4 separate regions of the Zea mays genome follow, and regions 2, 3 and 4 are each linked to region 1. The links are chromatin contacts, called in public Hi-C maps. All regions are on one chromosome and are shown on one strand. Each heading gives the region's core, a stretch centred on a gene start, on an enhancer-like site or on the middle of the called end of the contact. The rest is flanking DNA. Distances are from core to core; before and after follow the strand shown.

Region 1 (4,236 bases), core at 753-3,252:
ATACGGTCTACAGCCTTCTTTAAACCCAGAAATGCATGGACCAAATGCACAGAAGAACTTGCTGAAAAAAAGTTTGTCATCTTCAACTCGGAGGTCAATCTCTATTACACTGTCAGGTGACTTCTGCAAGACTGCTTCCTTCCAGGAAAACAAGAGTTGAAAGCTCTCCTCCCAACTCTCGAACAACTCTCTCAATGCTTTCTCCTTCCCCTTCCAAATAGTGTCATATGAAATAGCACATGTGAATCTGTCCTGCAAAATAGTCTGCAACTCCTTAGCACCCATTTGGGGTTTCTTCATAAGGATAGAAAGAGCTTTTGCAGCCACCCAAGCACTAGAAGGAGTGGTAGTCTTCTTCCTACCACTAGAAGTACAAGTGTGGACATCGTTCACCACTACCACCTGCAACAGATTAATTGTCTTCGGTAAGTAATATTTTCTACCACCACATGATGGAAAATGGAACAAAAAAAATATCAAAAGAATATACGATTATGGTTGGCGATCCTTTCATCTCCGTTCGTGCATATATACTCCAACGACAATCCAAACCACGACAATAGCCTCTATATCTTGTCGTGCTAGTAGCCTCAATACCTAACTCAAATTTATTGTTTATGGCATATTGTCTCATTGCAATCCTAAATTCCTTCATTGATGGGTATAAGCTGCCAGGCTCCATAACAGGATTATCTTGGTCATATAATATCCTCCTCTCTTGTGGTAAAGAATCCTCACATGGCATGGTGGCGCCATCATCATCAAGCTCATTAGAAATCCTAGTTCCAACCCCTGCATAACAAGCTTGGTCCTTTTCTCTCATCTCCCTCTCATCCTCTTCTACCAAACCAAGTTGAGCATATATAGAATCTTCACAGGCAATTAATTGCATCCCTTCCTCCTTCCACCTGTCCTCAAATTGTAAAGCACCCCAAACAATTTCTTTTGATGGTTCACTAGTTAGTTGCTTATCTTGCGAATCCTGCAACGATATTTTTTTCTTTCTTAAACAAAGAATTACCAACACAGAATTTCTAATGCTGTTGTATTAGTCAAAGGAATTATAACCTTTGATCCTCCAGGTTCTTCGCTGTGGCAGACAACCGGACAAGCCGAGCCGTGGCACACCGGCGTAGCAGCAGTGTCCTCCATCCCGACCATGCCGGAGAACTCGGCGGCGGCGATGTCGTTCTCCATCCCGACCACGCCGAAGATCTCGGCGGCGGTGATGTCGTTCTCCATCCCGGCACCGCGGGCAGGAGATATCTGCGGCGGCGGTGGGAGGGAGTGGTGTGGCCGAGGTGCTCGAAGCTCTGTACGGCGGCGGCGGCGGCGGGGGAGATGGAGGGGCGGTACAACACGCCGACGGCGGCGTGGGGGAGAGGAGCACGTAAGCTCTCTGCGGCGAGGCACGCCGTTTGCTGTGAAGAACAGCAAGGCTGTTAAAGGGACGCGCGAAACCAAACTCCATACCTTTGGATGTTGTTCCAGCGAACCAGTGTTGCGGTTGTGATAATCGCAAATATATCTCGAAATAAAATTGCATTTGCGAACCTGGCTGAACAGGAGACAACCAGCCGTCCCGCCAGAACGAGGCGGCAGCTCGTGCGACGCCACCGCCGCGGCGGGTTATCGCCGCCTCGCGCGCTGTCAGACTAGCGCGCAGGCAGGTTGCCGCCGGTCTCTCCTGGCCTCCTAGGATGTGGTCGAATGGAATCGCCCTCCTCTCGACCTAGGCCGTCTGCGGACTGCGGTTGCGGCCTTGCGGGGCGGGGAGCCGTAGGACTCGGCGCTGCGGCGGCGTTAACGCCGAAATGACCACGGGGCGCGGGCCGGAGGGACGCCGTGCCCCATATCTACAGTTCCACGGGCTACTTTGGTAGATAAACACCACCGGGCCAGGTTGTCGCGCAAAATCTAGAAAAAGCCCAATGTAAACTTTTGGGCCTTTTTTCCAGGCGCATCCATGAATGCCACCTCCAACCAAACCCACCTACGACAGAATTCCGTGGGAGAAATTCCGTCGGGCGCTCCCACACGCACGCGAAAGAGGGAACAACTGCCGAGATTTCGTCCGCAGATTCCGCTCCAAATCACCCGGGTCTAGGCCGCCAACGCGGCAACGCCGCCGCTGCCACCTCGAGGGCGCGGAACCTGGCCGCAGCACCAGCCACCATCCGGCAAGGCAGAGCTCGGTGGTGCGAGTGCGCCGCGGGATGCCTGGCCGCCGCCGCCCCGACCACTCTGGCGAGAACGACGCCGGAGCGAGCGCAGGCAAGACCCGCGCTGGGCCGGCCGCCGCCGCCTCGGGCGCGCACGCTGCTACATCACCCAGTGCACAAGTCTGGGACTTGGACCTCTTGCGCCATTCGCCGCCCCAGCCCCCTCCACTGCCTCTCTCCCGCTGACGACAACGCTCCTGCAACGCAACGCACCGCCCCTGCCCTCGCCGACGCTGACGTCCTGCTGCGCCGCCCGGTCCAGCTCTATGCGACGGACTGCGGCGCTGGCAGGCCCACGGCCGCCAGGAGGAGGTGGTCGTCTCCAGCAGTCTCGGCAGGAGGAGGCTCCTCCTCAACGCCAGAATTGAAGCACAGTCGTGGCGTGGCAGCAGTCGCGGGATGTTCTGCTGGGAGTGCACGAGGAGATCCAGAGCATGATGCCTGCGAAAGCAGGCTTCCCTTGCGGCTCAGAATCCCGCATCAGAACCTTACTATAGTTGTAAAATTTTACTGATATCTAAAGATGACTTTTGCGTTTTAGTTATACATTCTTGGCTCCAGGAAATATGGTTCTGTAGTTGGTCAACGTTAGCATCGCAGCCTTTGTGTGCATTATTTACTGGACTTGGTCGGGTCGGGTGGACCAAGTTTTTGTGTGTGTGTGGAATACAATACAATACATCACACGAGCATCCTCAATTACCTCTGCTGAAAATATTTGCTTCTTTTAGCTTGAACTACTCATTTAAATTTCTGCCAACTGATCTTTAAACAGGTGTTCAGAATACACCAGATTCACAGACCTAAGTTGATGAACGCCAACTGATCTGTAAACAAGTGATGAGAACACTAGTATAGAGAAGCTCTATAGTAGCGGTTTTAGAGCTATTTGTACTGACGTTTTTAATGTCGTCAGTGCTAAGGTCTAGTGGAAATCGACATTTTTCACTTGCAGTTTGTTGAGCGCCATATTGAGCGGCCGGACGGTCCGGCCCTGAGGCCGGACGGTCCGCGGTCCGGACAGTCCGCGCCTGTGGGCCGGACGGTCCGCGCATGCGCAGAGCAGTTTAGGGTTCCGAGTTTTGTGCTATGTTTGTTAGCTAGATTTGCGGAATTAACCCGGAATCCAGTCGTGTAAAGGGTCCAGCCCCCCTCCTCTATATAAAGAGAGGTCTACGGCCGATTTGTAATCAACAATCGAATCAATACAACTTCTATTCGCATTTATTTCCAGTACAATTAGGAGTAGTTCTAGTCTAGTTCTAGTTTAGCCTCTCAATCCCCAAATTCTTCGCCTCTCTTCGACTCTACGCCGATTAGAGGAGTCTAGGTCGGCCGGCCCGAGCCTAGACAACCCCTAGGATCTCTCCTCCCCGACGGGGTCCCTCCCGGGAGCGAGATCCAGGCGCCACCGGCGATCTTCCGCCGCCCCTGCACACGCGCGGACCGTCCGGCCCTAGGGCGCGGACCGTCCGGCCGACAGGCAGGAAACCCTAGCCCCTGCGCCAGGTCGCGGACCGTCCGGCCCTGTGTCGCGGACCGTCCGCGTCTGACCAGAGAGCACCGCCGTCGGTTCTTCTTGGGTATTTGGCGCTCCAAAAAAGCGTCAACATACTTTTTGGCGACTCCGCTGGGGAGGACATATCTAAGCTCATCAAATCGGCCCTCAATGGCCGGTTCAAGGGATAGCTCTGATATTTCTCCAAGCAACATCATAGAGCCGACTTGGGAAACCTTGCCGGCTGACGAGCAGCTCCAGTTCGAGGAGCACAAGGAGCGGATGATCCAGGAGGCGAAAGCAAAGTTCTTGGCCAACTTCAAAGTGGACAGGAACAACAAGGTCATCCGACATCGGGCGACGGATCCGGCTTCGCTCCAACCCACGCCAGATATCCCCAATGTAAGTAATACCAACGATCTACAATCTCTTAGAAATTATGTAGAAGATCAGCGTGAACAAATGCAGAACATCATAGGGGGTATGCAAAGCGATCTTAAGAAACTAGTGCGTGCA
Region 2 (4,236 bases), core at 1,012-3,511, 420 kb before region 1:
GCCCGAATGTTGCTCTTCCACCACGCGGGGTAGACGTCGTCGATTCCGCCGCCGGCGGGCGGGTTGTCGGCCGCCATTGTCGTAGTCGCGCGGCGGTGGAAGAAGTGTCATGTCGTAGCTGCCGTCGAAGGACATGAACTCAAGAGCCCCGAAACGAAGCACCGTCCCGGGCCGGAGAGGTTGCTGGAGACTGCCCATCTGGAGCTTGACGGGGAGCTGTTCGTCAGCACGCAGCATGCCCCTACCTGGCGCGCCAACTGTCGGCGTTTCGAGACAGGGGGGTCCCTAAGCCGACGAGTGAGTGTGCTGCGTGCCCCAGCCCAGATGGGTCGAGCGCGTGGGCGAGCGCGAAGGGGGGAGAGGCGAGGCGGCCGGAGCCGAGCGTGAGAGAGGTGGAAGTCCCGCGGCCTTCGTGTTCGTCCCGCGCCCAGGTCAGGTGCGCTTGCAGTAGGGGGGTTACAAGCGTCCACGCGGGTGAGGGAAGCGAGCGGCCCCAAGAGAGCGCCTGTCCCGTCCTCGGTCCCGCGCGGCCAACCTCCTCTGAGAAGGCCCTGGTCCTTCCTTTTATAGTCGTAAGGAGAGGATCCAGGTGTACAATGGGATGTAGCAGAGTGCTACGTGTCTAGCGGAGGGAGAGCTAGCGCCCTAGGTACATGCCAATGTGGCAGCCGGAGAGATCTGGGCACCCTGCTGGCGTGATGTCGTGGCTGTTGGAGGTGCGGCGGAGCCTGATGGAGGGACAGCTGTTGGAGCGGTCGAGTCCCTGCTGACGTTGTCCTGCTTCCGTAAGAGAGCTAGGGGCCGCCGTCGTCATAGAGCTTGTGGAGCGCCATCATTGCCTCTCTGGCGGAGCTGGCCGGATGAGACGCCGGTCTTGTTCTCCGTGACCCGAGTCGATTCGGGGTGGGATGATGATGGCGCCTCCTGTTGACGTGGCGGTCTGTGCCCTAGGCAGGGCGACGTGGGGTTTCCTCCGAAGCCGAGGTTGAGTCTGCCTTCTGTTGCCGTGGCCGAGCCCGAGCCAAGGGGTCGGTCGAGGCGGAAGTCGTTCGGCCGAGGCCAGGGCGGAGTCCGAGCCCTGGGGTCGGGCGAGGCGGAGTTTCGTCGTCTTCCGGGTCTTAGCCCGAGTCCGAGCCCTGGGGTCGGGCGGAGCGGAGTTCGCCGTCTTCCGGGTCTTAGCCCGAGTCCGAGCCCTGGGGTCGGGCGGAGCGGAGTTCGCCGTCTTCCGGGTCTTAGCCCGAGTCCGAGCCCTGGGGTCGGGCGGAGCGGAGTTCGCCGTCTTCCGGGTCTTAGCCCGAGTCCGAGCCCTGGGGTCGGGCGGAGCGGAGTTTGCCGTGGCGCCTTTGTCGAGGCCTGACTGCCTGTCAGACTTACTCTGTCGAGTGGCGCTGCAGTCGGAGTGGCGCAGGCGGCGCTGTCCTTCTGTCAGACTGGCCAGTGGAGCGGTGGAGTGACGGCGGTCACCTCGGCTCTGCTGGAGGCGCGTGTCAGGATAGAGGTGTCAGGCCTCCTGTGCGTTAAATGCCCCTGCAATTTGGTCAGTCGGTGTGGTGATTTAGTCAAGGTTGCTTCTGAGCGAAGCCAAGGCCTTGGGCGAGCCGGTGATGTGTCCGCCATAAAAAGGGGGCCTCGGGCGAGACGGAAGTCTCTCGAGGTCGGCTGCCTTCGGCCGAGGCTAGGCTCGGGTGAAGCGTGATCGAGTCACTCGTGTGGACTGATCCCTGACTTAATCATGCCCATCAGGCCTTTGCAGCTTTATGCTGATGGGGGTTACCAGCTGAGAATTAGGCGTCTTGAGGGTACCCCTAATTATGGTCCCCGACAAATCTATTCTGATTCTTAGGGGAATTATAGGTTTACGGTTTCTAATTCTCAAGTAAATCTGAGAAATATTTCTTGTTCATTCAAAATCCTAGTCTTTGAAGAACGTGATTCTTAAGTTTCTCTGTAAGACGTAGTTTTGGGTTGTTTGGAGATTCCGATGTACCTAGAGAAAAGTAGTTTGAGAAATTATCTACTAAACCCACTTATAGTTAGATCTAGCAATAAAAAAGACATTTCTACCGCAAAGAGTCTGACTAGTTCGTCTATGTAAACGTTAAGCAACTAAATCCTTGCTAAATGGGCCTGGATCATGAAAAACCACGAGTTGGTTTGAGATTGCCTGGCAATTCTAAGATACATCTCTAATATTCTTTATACGGTTTAATGAAACAAAATTATACGTTAAGCCTATAGCATCACCATCATACAGTAAAGATAGGCAAATGAATGCCACCTATTCTTTTTTCTCCGCAGCCAAAACACGCTTCTCCCTTCCCATCTTTTCCTTTCCTCTCCCTCGTCTCGTCTCGTCTTCGTTCCCCTTTCCTCCTGCGCACCCCGTCTTCTCCTCACCGCGTCAAACCCCAGCACAAATCAACCGCCCGCCGCCTCCGCTCCCCTCCCGTCCCGAATCAGCCGCTGCGGTGCCCAATCCGGCCGATCCCCCCTCCTATCCGCCGCAGAGGCGGCGCCTCTGGGCCTACCCCGATGTATAGCAACTTCAAGGAGCAGGCGATCGAGTACGTCAAGCAGGCGGTCCAGGAGGACAATGCCGGCAACTACGTCAAGGCGTTCCCTCTCTACATGAACGCGCTCGAGTACTTCAAGACCCATCTCAAGTACGAGAAGAACCCCAAGATCAAGGAGGCCATCACCGCCAAGTTCACCGAGTACCTCCGCCGCGCCGAGGAGATCCGGGCCGTCCTCGACGAGGGCGGCGCGGGGCCGGGGGCCAACGGAGGTGACGCAGCCGTCGCCACGCGCCCCAAGACCAAGGGCAAGGACGGCGACGGGGGCAACGGAGGGGATGACTCCGAGCAGTCCAAGCTCAGGGCGGGGCTCAACTCTGCCATCATCACCGAGAAGCCCAACGTCAAGTGGAACGACGTTGCTGGCCTCGAGAGCGCCAAGCAAGCTCTGCAGGAGGCCGTCATATTGCCGGTCAAGTTCCCACAGTTCTTCACGGGTGAGCTACGGGTTATCCTTTTTTTTTTCTTTTTATTCTTTGATCCTGATAAAAGTTTCGTGATTGTAATCGTTATGGTGCCTTGCTATGGGGTCGCAAAGGCTTTGCAGATCTTTATTATATTTGTTAAATTGGATGGGGGGTGAGCTAGGGTTGATACAACTATCCACTGTTAGGTAGCGAATAACGAAACATCTTTTGCTGTCGAAAGTGATTATCGAATATTTGATTGATTGATAACCGGCGCTATGATTTTTTTGTTTTCATTTTTACATGATGATTTATGTTGTTGGGCGAGACCATTTCTAGAGGCCATATGTTTGACTACTTAGGTTATTTTTCGGTTGGTAAACCTTTCAAGAGCATTGCTAACTGTTAAATTACCTACACAGAATATCGATATCAACTGGGATTAAAACAACAACCCCTTTTCATGTTAAAAAGTGTGAACTGAAAGATGGTTCAATTCAAAATTCAAAAGGATCAAACATGCTATTTTAAGAATATATGCACAATTGCATTCATATGATTATTCTGCTAGTTTTGTACCAAAGATTATGACTGGCTACTTGATTCAAATCTAGAATTTATTGACCTGGTAAAAATTTATTTTCAATTTTGAATGGTTTGTTTGCCAGTATGAACTAATGAAGAATGCTATCCCTTAGGCAAGCGGAGGCCTTGGAGGGCGTTTCTTTTATATGGCCCTCCTGGAACAGGAAAGTCTTACTTGGCAAAAGCCGTCGCAACCGAGGCTGATTCAACATTTTTCAGGTAGATAATTGTATATTCATCACTACACCAGTTCCCTTTAGTTTGCTCTTTTATAGACATGTTCTTTTTATGCTTTGGTTTTGAAACAAAAACTGTTTTAAGCTTTTGCTGCATATCTCTTGATATGCTTCCTTTGGCTGTCATATGTCTGAACTCTTACTATATCTATCTTACATATTTCACCTACCAGTGACAACATTATTATTCAACAAATTTTCAGTGCGTTGTAGTGTCTGCCAATTTAAGAATTCTTAGGCATTCTGCACCGCTGACACATTTGTGTAGTACCTAGAGTCTTCACATAACACTTCATTTGTAGCATCACACTTTTTCTTGGTTTCAGGGAATAGATTATTTTATTTGAGGACAGTACACACCATGTCTCACATAAATTATTGATTTATATGGACGGGTGCGATGGATTTGTATGGGCTATTTATAAAAAAAGCTGT
Region 3 (4,236 bases), core at 586-3,085, 400 kb after region 1:
ATTGTGCGGATATCTTGAGCTGTTGCACTGCATATGCCCGTGTGTCAGTTTCACAAAAGATAACAGTGTACACTTACAAGTTACAACTAAATAGTTCAAAACACACCTCAAGAATGCACCTAGAGCAAGTGGGACTGCATCCAGGATGAATGTTCTTGTCCGCCCAAATTTATCTGCCAAAGAACCCCCAGTAAAAGAACCTAGTGTTGCACCAGCCAAGGATGTGCTAACCACCCACCCTGAGTAACAAACACATGTCTAGTGAACCATATGGCAAGCACAGAAGCAACTGTTATCATTGAGTGATTATAGACATCTATCTTCTACTATAGAAAACATGACAATTGTATTTCTTGGCAAAAAAAAAAACATTACGTGGCACAATCAATCCAAATGTCAGATGTTCCTTTACAAACACCAAGAAAAAGTATTAAGTTGAGCATGTAAAAGTATGCCATACCCTGCAAGACAGCATTTTCAGCAATCCCAAGATCCTTCGCGAGATATTCAAGTGCGCCATTGACCACACTACATTCCATAACACGGATTCATGCTATTAACTAACAGTTTTTGTGTCCACAACAGAAGTGCAGAAAAGATGTAACTGTTATACTTCCAGCTCATTATTCATTTTTGTCAATTAAAATGCAGTAAATTATGCTTCATCCAATTGTGCTTAAGAAACAAGCATCTTGTAGCAGCAATAAAGTACATACCCAAGATGGTAACCAAACAGAATAGCCCCCAAACAAGCAACGCCAACATATGGCAGAACATGTCCTGAGGATTTAACTTGAACCTTCTCCAATGGAATATCTTCAGGGTCAACTGTAAAAGGATAGTCAAATGAGTTGAGAGAATGCAGAGACTGAACATCATCTGTCATTTAAACTTGCAGTAGAAAAGTGTGCAGATGAAAAACATCTGCAACACTGAAGGTGATATAGTAATCTACCCACATCACCTTCCGTTATGGGTCACACAAAATACATGGACTCCATAATCATGCAGATTCCTCTTCTACAAGTACCCGCTTTCTCTGGTTTCTAAAAAGCGACTTAATTTAATTGTGAGTGGCAATGCTCCTGCCTTTCTTAAAAACAAATATTTGCACTATTCAAAATTACAAATAAAAATTGCATTCATAGTAGAGGCATTCAGCTCAGGATCATCACCCCCACAGGGTTCAGAGGGACCATAACACATATTATGACGCCTCAAAAACCTGAATCAAATAATAAGCACGGCAGGTCCCCAACTAACCACCACCCAGGACGATCACATCAGCATATCGAGATAGTGAAAATGCACCGCGTTTCGATGAATACCCAACGCAAACACAACAACGGTGCTGAGCATAAAACATGGACTACCAAATCCATCGACCTCTAGATCCAATATCACGATCCCCTGGCAGCTGTCACAGAATCTAACTGCAGTCAGCAGTTACATTACCCCCTCTCCCGGAACCAACCCCCCCCCCCCCCCCCCCCCCCCAGCCCCAGTACCACAAGCGTGTGTTCGTGACACCAACCCCAACCGAATCGATCCACAAGTACAATGCATCAATCTTATCCGTAGCCCGAGACGCACCTGCCGCCGTGGCTTGCAAGCGCCCGTAGCGCGGGCTCGCGCGGAAGAGCCCCCCGACGCCGCCGCGCAGGTTGGCCATCTCGAGGCCGGCGAGATCCGCCGCCCGCGACCTCAGGCCGGCGCACCACCCATCGTTGCCCGTCGGCATCCGCACGCTGCAGGGGTTGACCGCCGGCAATCTCCGATCGCCGCTCCACGAAGCGACGCACCCGCCGCCCGTTGCAGCGCAGCGCATCATCTTCTTAATAACGGTGGTGATTGTTCCTGCGATCGCACACCACCACCACCATCACCATAAATAGAAATAGGTAAAAAAAAAATTCAACAGTATGGCGCTGAGTTGGCAGTGGGTAAGCGACTACAGGTTCGGAAGAGTGGCGATGCTTCCGTTTGGGGATTTCGAAATGCGATTATAAGATAGGACGACGAAGGAGACGAAGAGGACGATGCCTTCGCAAGATCCGATAGTTAAGCAGCGGATGGGGCCGGACTTCTTTCAACGCAGGAATTTCGCTGGAATGTGTGTACGAATTTCACACGATAAAAAACAGAAAACGAAAAAAAAACTCGAAATCTACTTATCTAAAGGAATCCTTACTTTTTTTTTCTAAAGGCTTCCTGCTGATGGCTACATGACTCGGAGGACTTACCGTGCTGGCAACGACATCGACGCGTGCACCTGATGAAATGAAAGGGTCCAAAAATCAATAACAGCAAATTTTAGTAGGCTTACAACACAACACTGGTGACGTGGGTGAGCCGATAGTCGGTATGGATTGGCTTGACTCGACGACTTTAACACAACACGGTGGGGGTACAGTTGCTCGTCGGATGAGAACCTCCCAGGATATTGTTTTTATGAAACCCGTCTTTTTTATCATCAAGCTCCTTCGGCGTACTTAGAACATCTACTACAATACCTTAAACTCGTACCTCAAAATTTTACTTAGCTATTTTTGTATGAAAATTCTATTATCTAATAAATATGTGACATTGATTTATGTATCATAAGTTATGATATATGTGACACTTAATACTAGCACATATTTGAAAATGCATCTGAATTTGTCCTTAAATACATGTGAGACAATGTCAATACTCAGCAGTTGTGTTTTTTTTAAAGCAAGCTTACCAAATGAGTTATTTCTGTGATCTATCATGTTTTTAGTTAGAGCTGTTAGGACTGCACACCTTGCCCGGTGCAAAACACCGATGACACTAGACGTGTCTATAGGATAAGCTGCTACGATATAACAAATTCTAGAGGATAAAAAATCATATATTTTCCTATGAGTGTCTGTTGTTCTTAAAGATTATAACTTATTAAAATTAACCCGGGCTAGTTATTATATGGTATGAGATTTATAAAAAGGTTTCCTTAAAATTTAAAGATAAAAATTATAATTGCTTTCGTTGAGAGTTGAACTCAAGACCTCCCGCTTACTAAACGGGTGCTCTAACCAACTGAGCTACGAAAGCTGTTGTTTTTCTTAAAAATTATAATTACTTTCGTTGAAAGAAATATTTTCTTCTAAAATATATTATTCTGCACAGCAAAAACTACTCCAACAATACCTCATTTTATAAAATTCAGTCAAAAAATATAGGGCACTCTCTCAAATGTCTCAAATATACTACACCGTAGTGGTCTGCCGTATAATATATGTTTGAGGCTTTACTGTCGAAGCATAATATTTTGTTGATACCCTAAATTCAATAAAATTTACTCATTTCTAAATTATAGGTCATTTTAATATATCACGCTATTGGAGATGCTCTTAGTTAATCTCATTTCTTTTTTATACCTTATGTACCTGTTTCACATTTAGTGTCGCCCTTATAATAGTCTCACCCTTCATATGTGTACCTATCATTTAGTGCCTACCTCCACGGTGGCTCCCTTTGTGTCTTCATCGAAGTCCTCTTTAGCTCCTAACTACACTATGAAGTCTCATGTGGCACATGTCTACACTCGACGGGTCATAGAGCCTTCTATGGTGATATCCTCTCCTGTTGAGTCATCTCCTTCTGATGATTCGCCTCCTACTCCCTCTCTCACCTGTTGAGCCATTTCTCATTGCTAATTCTCTACACGAGTCATCTCTTAGATGGAGCCAACGTTTTCGTCAGTCACCTGATCGATGCTCTCCATCTGGTTTTGTTGCTACCGTTCTTTTTTAGCTGACTTCTTAACATGATGATATTCTTTATTAGGAATGACAACATATGATGGCTAAGGAGATTGTTGTTCTTGAGCACACTGTCACATGAGAGTTGGTCCCTTGTCCACCACATGTTCGTCCTATCACTCGTAAGTGGGTCTATAAGGTTAAGACTCACTTTGATGGGTCCCTTGAGCGCTATAAGGCTCGACTAGTCGCTCAACAAGAGCATGGTCGACATTACAATGACTTTTGCACCTGTTGCTCATATGACCATTGTTCAAATTACTCTTCTTATTGAGGTGTTTGTTCATAAGTGGTCCATCTCTTAGCTTGATGTGAAGAATTCATTTCTTAATGGCGAGCTGTGTGAGGAGATGTATTTACAGCCACCACCTAGGTATTCTATTCCTAAGGGCATGGTTTGTCATCTTCATCGCTCTCTTTTATGGCCTCAAGTAGGCTACACGTTCTTGGTTTC
Region 4 (4,236 bases), core at 1,261-3,760, 290 kb after region 1:
ATAAGTTGCTACCATTTGTTGTTCAGATGACAAAAGAACATGGCACACCTCAACAACTACTAAGTGAATGCTTGTTAATCGAACAGTGTGCCTTTAACCAGTTAATGTGCCAACCGGGCAGAAAATCTCATCAAAATGGTTATAAAGTTCACACATTAAACAAGGGGGGAAAATTGGAGTTCATAGTCTTTCACCACCTACGACTATGATCAATATCCCCTAATAGAAGGGAACAATCTAACTTAAAAAGGTTTCCTTGAAATAACCAAAACAGTGACGATTTTACTGAAGGGTTTGCATCTCTTAAAATGCATCTAATATATCGACAAGCTCCGTTTTACGCAGTTCTTTGTGACATGCTCAAGCAAATGTGCCCACATTGGAGTTTGATTTTACCACTTTACACATGCTATATGCCTCTCAACAAAGGGCACTATTCTTTCAAATTTATTATTTCGTCTGTAATTCAAAAGGAGCAAAATATCAATTTAATGATTTGGCCATGGACCTTAACTGTTATAGATGCATGGAGGGCAGCCAGTGCACAAGAGCAAAGTCCAGCTCCAGAATTAAATTAAAGTAGTTCTAAAACAAAATATCTCTTCCATGTGGTCTCCATCACCAAAGAAACCAAAAACGACCTGATCCCACACAGGCATGGTAGCCACAAGATGATACCAAGAAGACAAGCTGGAATGCTCCAGTTATCTGAGTTTCATGAGTGTCTAATTGAGTGGTACAGGAAGGACATCTTAATTCATATGTCTGGCTTTCAGCATGCACTGCCTAGAACTTTGGATGCACTTCTACCACAATGTGCTCCAGCTACCCCATAATATTTTTTTTACAAGATGCTTGTATGGAAAATGGATATGCAGCTTAAAAGTGCTCAAGGCAGTGCACTTGAGAAGCGTACATGGTACAAACACTAACACATAAACTAATTTTAATAATAGTGCTTGGCAGAAACTTCCATAGTGCAGCATGTGATTGAGCAGAGAAACCAACCAAAACAACTATTTAATTAATACAGAGAACCTGACAAGAGCGTTGGAACAATCGCACAGGACTTTGTCTATTGATCCAAATAAACGAGTCAAGAGACAGCTATGTTTTATCTGTCAGCGTATCTACCATGATGAGCGGTTTTGCAAAGAACACGAAGGATGGTAAAACCAGTGGCGTACTGAAATTCACCCTCAGTCCGCACCAAGGCTTCAAAGCCTTTTTTGTTAAATTAAATTTGTTTAGCTGCAGTTAGCCCCAGCCAACCAGTACAAGTTCTGCCATATAACACTAATAAGCTGCATACAGACGCAGGCCATAGGCCGATAGCCAACCGCAATTCTCCATGGAGCAACAGGTGGGTTGTTAACAAGCACAAAACATGCATTTGCAGTGGCTTAGCCAAGAAAGGGAAAGTGATTTAGCTATCAAACTCTGACTTCAAGATCCATCCAGATGATGGTTACGACTACTGAATGAAGGGGAGATCCAATAACTGTACCCCGGGTCCATCACCATTAGCCCCAACAAAAAAAAAACAAGCAAAAAAAACGCCAGTCTGGCACACAAAGTGAGAAATGTATTATGTGCTCACGAAGCATGTGTTCACAGGAGCACTTCAAATGTAGTGTATCCGTCAGCAATCCAATGAAACCGGCAATTTTTCGCTTACTCCCTCCCACCGGCTCTAATGATACTCCCACCTTAGCTATGATGGTCCCACCTTTGCTCTGATGGTACATGAGGTAAGTAAATAATTACCGGCATCGTTGAATTGCCCGTACTCATACGAGCACGGAGGCTGCGTGAGCACAGCCTACGTTCCCTACAAAGTGGGGTCATAATTCACCAGCAAATCTTCCACAGTCACTTCTTAACAGCCTTGGATTTCTAAGAGGAAAAGATCGAGAGTAACAACACGCGGAGGATCATAGAACACGCCACAAAACGCCTCCGAGATGACAAGCCAAAAGTTTCCCGACAGAAGCGGGCATTAGAGGTCGAGAGGCGGAAGCCTTCCCTTTCCGCGCAAACAACTAGCCAATCCTTTGCCGGCATATCCCCAAAACATCTCGAATCAAGCCTAAATCCCTCTCGTTGATGGCACCCAGACCCTAATAAGGACAAATCGGCAGTTAAGCAGCAGAAGCATCGGGAAGAATGGGAGGAAGAGGCGAGACCTTTGGGGATGTAGGCGTGGCGCTTCCAGTAGTAGATGACGAAACACCAGAGGAAACCAGAGATGAAGTAGAGGAGGTAACCGCCGACGCAGTTGCGCATCCACGACTGCACCGGGTGCGGCAGGCCGCGCCACCAGTCGCCTGGCGCCACGGCGCTGAGGACGACCTCGTTGTACCACTCCGTCTCAGCAACGAACCGCCGCAGGTAGTCGCCGCCGTGCACCGCCATTGCCGGCGGCCGCCGCACTGGGTGCAGTGTGCGTTGGGATCGGCTGGGGTGGGGAGTTGTAAAGCGGCGGAAGCGTGAGAGACGCCTGGGGTTTTAAAATGGATCTGTGGTGGTGTGGCCGTGTGGGCAGGGCAGGCACCGCTGTGCGCCTGTGCCGCGGCTCGCACCGCCGCAGCCCGCAGGTGGAGAGGGAGGCAGTCGATTCTTTCTTCTTAAAAAAAACTGGAATTTCACCAAACCGTTTGAGGTATGTGTTTAGAAAATCATTGATACGGAATTTTGAACTAGCAAAATTAGATAGAGAGTTTGGGTCTTTTTTGATGGTGACATAATTTATCACAAGCTAATGTCGGAACAGATTAATGTCAAAAGATATTCCGATTACATACTAGTACTATAGTCTATTTATCGGGTACCATAATTAAGGGTACCCCAACGCTCCTAATCATGGCTGGTAAACACCCTCAGACCAACTGACGGGTGCGGTTCAGGTCAAGACTTCGTCTAACCGAGGGACGCGATCTCACCCGAGCACAGCTTCGGGTTGGAACAGTAGTCCCAGACGAATTCACGCCTCGTCCGAGGGCCTCCTCAGACAGCGGGCGCCCCCTCGGCTCTCCCGAGGCCCGGCTCGGGTAGGCTTCATAATGAAACAACCTTGGCCAGACCGCCTCACCAACCGACCGCTTCGCAGGCGCATTAAATGCAGGGGATGCCTGACGCCGTATCCTGACACACGCGCCTCAGTCAGGCAGGCCGAAGTGACCGCAGTCACTTCGCCCCTCTTCTTTACTGTGTGACATGACAGGAAAACAGCGCCGCTCGCTCCGCTCCGACTGTCGTGTCAGCCACCCCGGCGACGACTGACAACAAGTCACGATCAACCACCGAGTTCAGCCTCGGGCGCAACAGGAAGCTCCGCCTCGCCCGACCTCATGCTCCGGCCTCGGGAGGAGGTCTCCGCCTCGCTCGACCTCAAGCTCCGGCCTCGGGAGGAGGTCTCCGCCTCGCCTGACCCCCGGACTCGGGAGGAATCGCGTCCTCGCCCGACCCCGGCCTCGGCCTCAAGAGAAGTCTCCGCCTCGACCGACCCTAGGCTTGGACCGACAGCGCTAACAGGGGATACATCATTTCCCTATTCCTAGCCTGCTCAGGCTACAAGGAACAAGACCGGCGTCCCATCTGGCTTACCCCGGCGACGGGTAATGATGGCACCCCGCGTGCACCATGACGCCGGTGGCCCTCAGCCCCTTACGACAGCAAGGAGACGTCAGCAGGATCCTCGCCACGCTGCCAGCTATGCTCCTATAGGACTCAGGCGCTCCTCCGACGGTCATGCCATCACATGTACAGGGCCCAAGCTCTCTCCCAACGGCCACGTTGGCATGTACACAGGGCTTAGGCACTCCACTGCCGGACACGTTAGCGCATAGCTACGCCCCCCGCTGTACGACTGGACTCTCTCCTTGCCTCTATAAAAGGGAGGTCCAGGGCCACCCTGAGGGGGGTTCGCGCGAGGGAAGCGGCGGACGAACTCTGTGTCTCTCCCTCTCTCACGCGGCGCGCTTGTAACCCCTACTGCGAGCGGCACCCCTGGTGCAGGATAATACAAGGCTTGTCCCACCTCTTGTGTTCCATCCCGCGCCAACCCATCTGGGCAGGGACACGCAACGATTTCACTAGTCGGTCCAAGGGACCCCCGGGTCCGAGACGCCGACAGTTGGCGCGCCAGGTAGGGGGCTGCTGCGTGTTAACGAACACCTTCCCGTTGAGATCCAGATAGGGAGTCTTCAGCAACCTCTCCAGCCCGGGACGGTGCTC

The links. Hi-C and Micro-C count contacts between places; a contact is called where the count stands out from the background.
Region 2: a Hi-C map of ear shows a contact between it and region 1, with 1.7 times the contacts expected there. The contact joins the promoter of LOC103634814 here to the promoter of LOC103634807 in region 1. A contact is called at or near these places in 2 of 25 Hi-C or Micro-C datasets (ear and tassel).
Region 3: a contact with region 1 is called in a Hi-C map of tassel, with 2.1 times the contacts expected there. The contact joins the promoter of LOC541809 here to the promoter of LOC103634807 in region 1. A contact is called at or near these places in 3 of 25 Hi-C or Micro-C datasets (ear, leaf and tassel).
Region 4: a Hi-C map of leaf shows a contact between it and region 1, with 5 times the contacts expected there. The contact joins the promoter of LOC100282855 here to the promoter of LOC103634807 in region 1. A contact is called at or near these places in 4 of 25 Hi-C or Micro-C datasets (ear, leaf, leaf mesophyll and 1 more) and 1 of 3 datasets of contacts at active chromatin or transcription factors (leaf).

Annotation. Positions count from the first base shown.
Region 1 is chr8:13,590,684-13,594,919 of Zm-B73-REFERENCE-NAM-5.0, reverse strand. LOC103634807 reads right to left here and starts at 2,002. Exons shown (of 4, transcript XM_008657397.3): 1 at 1,555-2,002; 2 at 1,069-1,421; 3 at 1-402. The coding sequence starts at 1,242.
Region 2 is chr8:14,006,577-14,010,812 of Zm-B73-REFERENCE-NAM-5.0, reverse strand. It overlaps LOC103634814 (protein SUPPRESSOR OF K(+) TRANSPORT GROWTH DEFECT 1), which reads left to right and starts at 2,261. Exons shown (of 8, transcript XM_008657403.3): 1 at 2,261-3,010; 2 at 3,679-3,784. The coding sequence starts at 2,272.
Region 3 is chr8:13,193,221-13,197,456 of Zm-B73-REFERENCE-NAM-5.0, reverse strand. LOC541809 (glucose translocator 1) reads right to left here and starts at 1,835. Exons shown (of 13, transcript NM_001319776.1): 1 at 1,594-1,835; 2 at 717-828; 3 at 461-528; 4 at 107-239; 5 at 1-27. The coding sequence starts at 1,831. TRNAT-AGU (transfer RNA threonine (anticodon AGU)) reads right to left here and starts at 3,072; the gene lies at 2,999-3,072.
Region 4 is chr8:13,299,078-13,303,313 of Zm-B73-REFERENCE-NAM-5.0, reverse strand. LOC100282855 (delta-7-sterol-C5) reads right to left here and starts at 2,510. Exons shown (of 3, transcript NM_001155761.2): 1 at 2,187-2,510. The coding sequence starts at 2,415.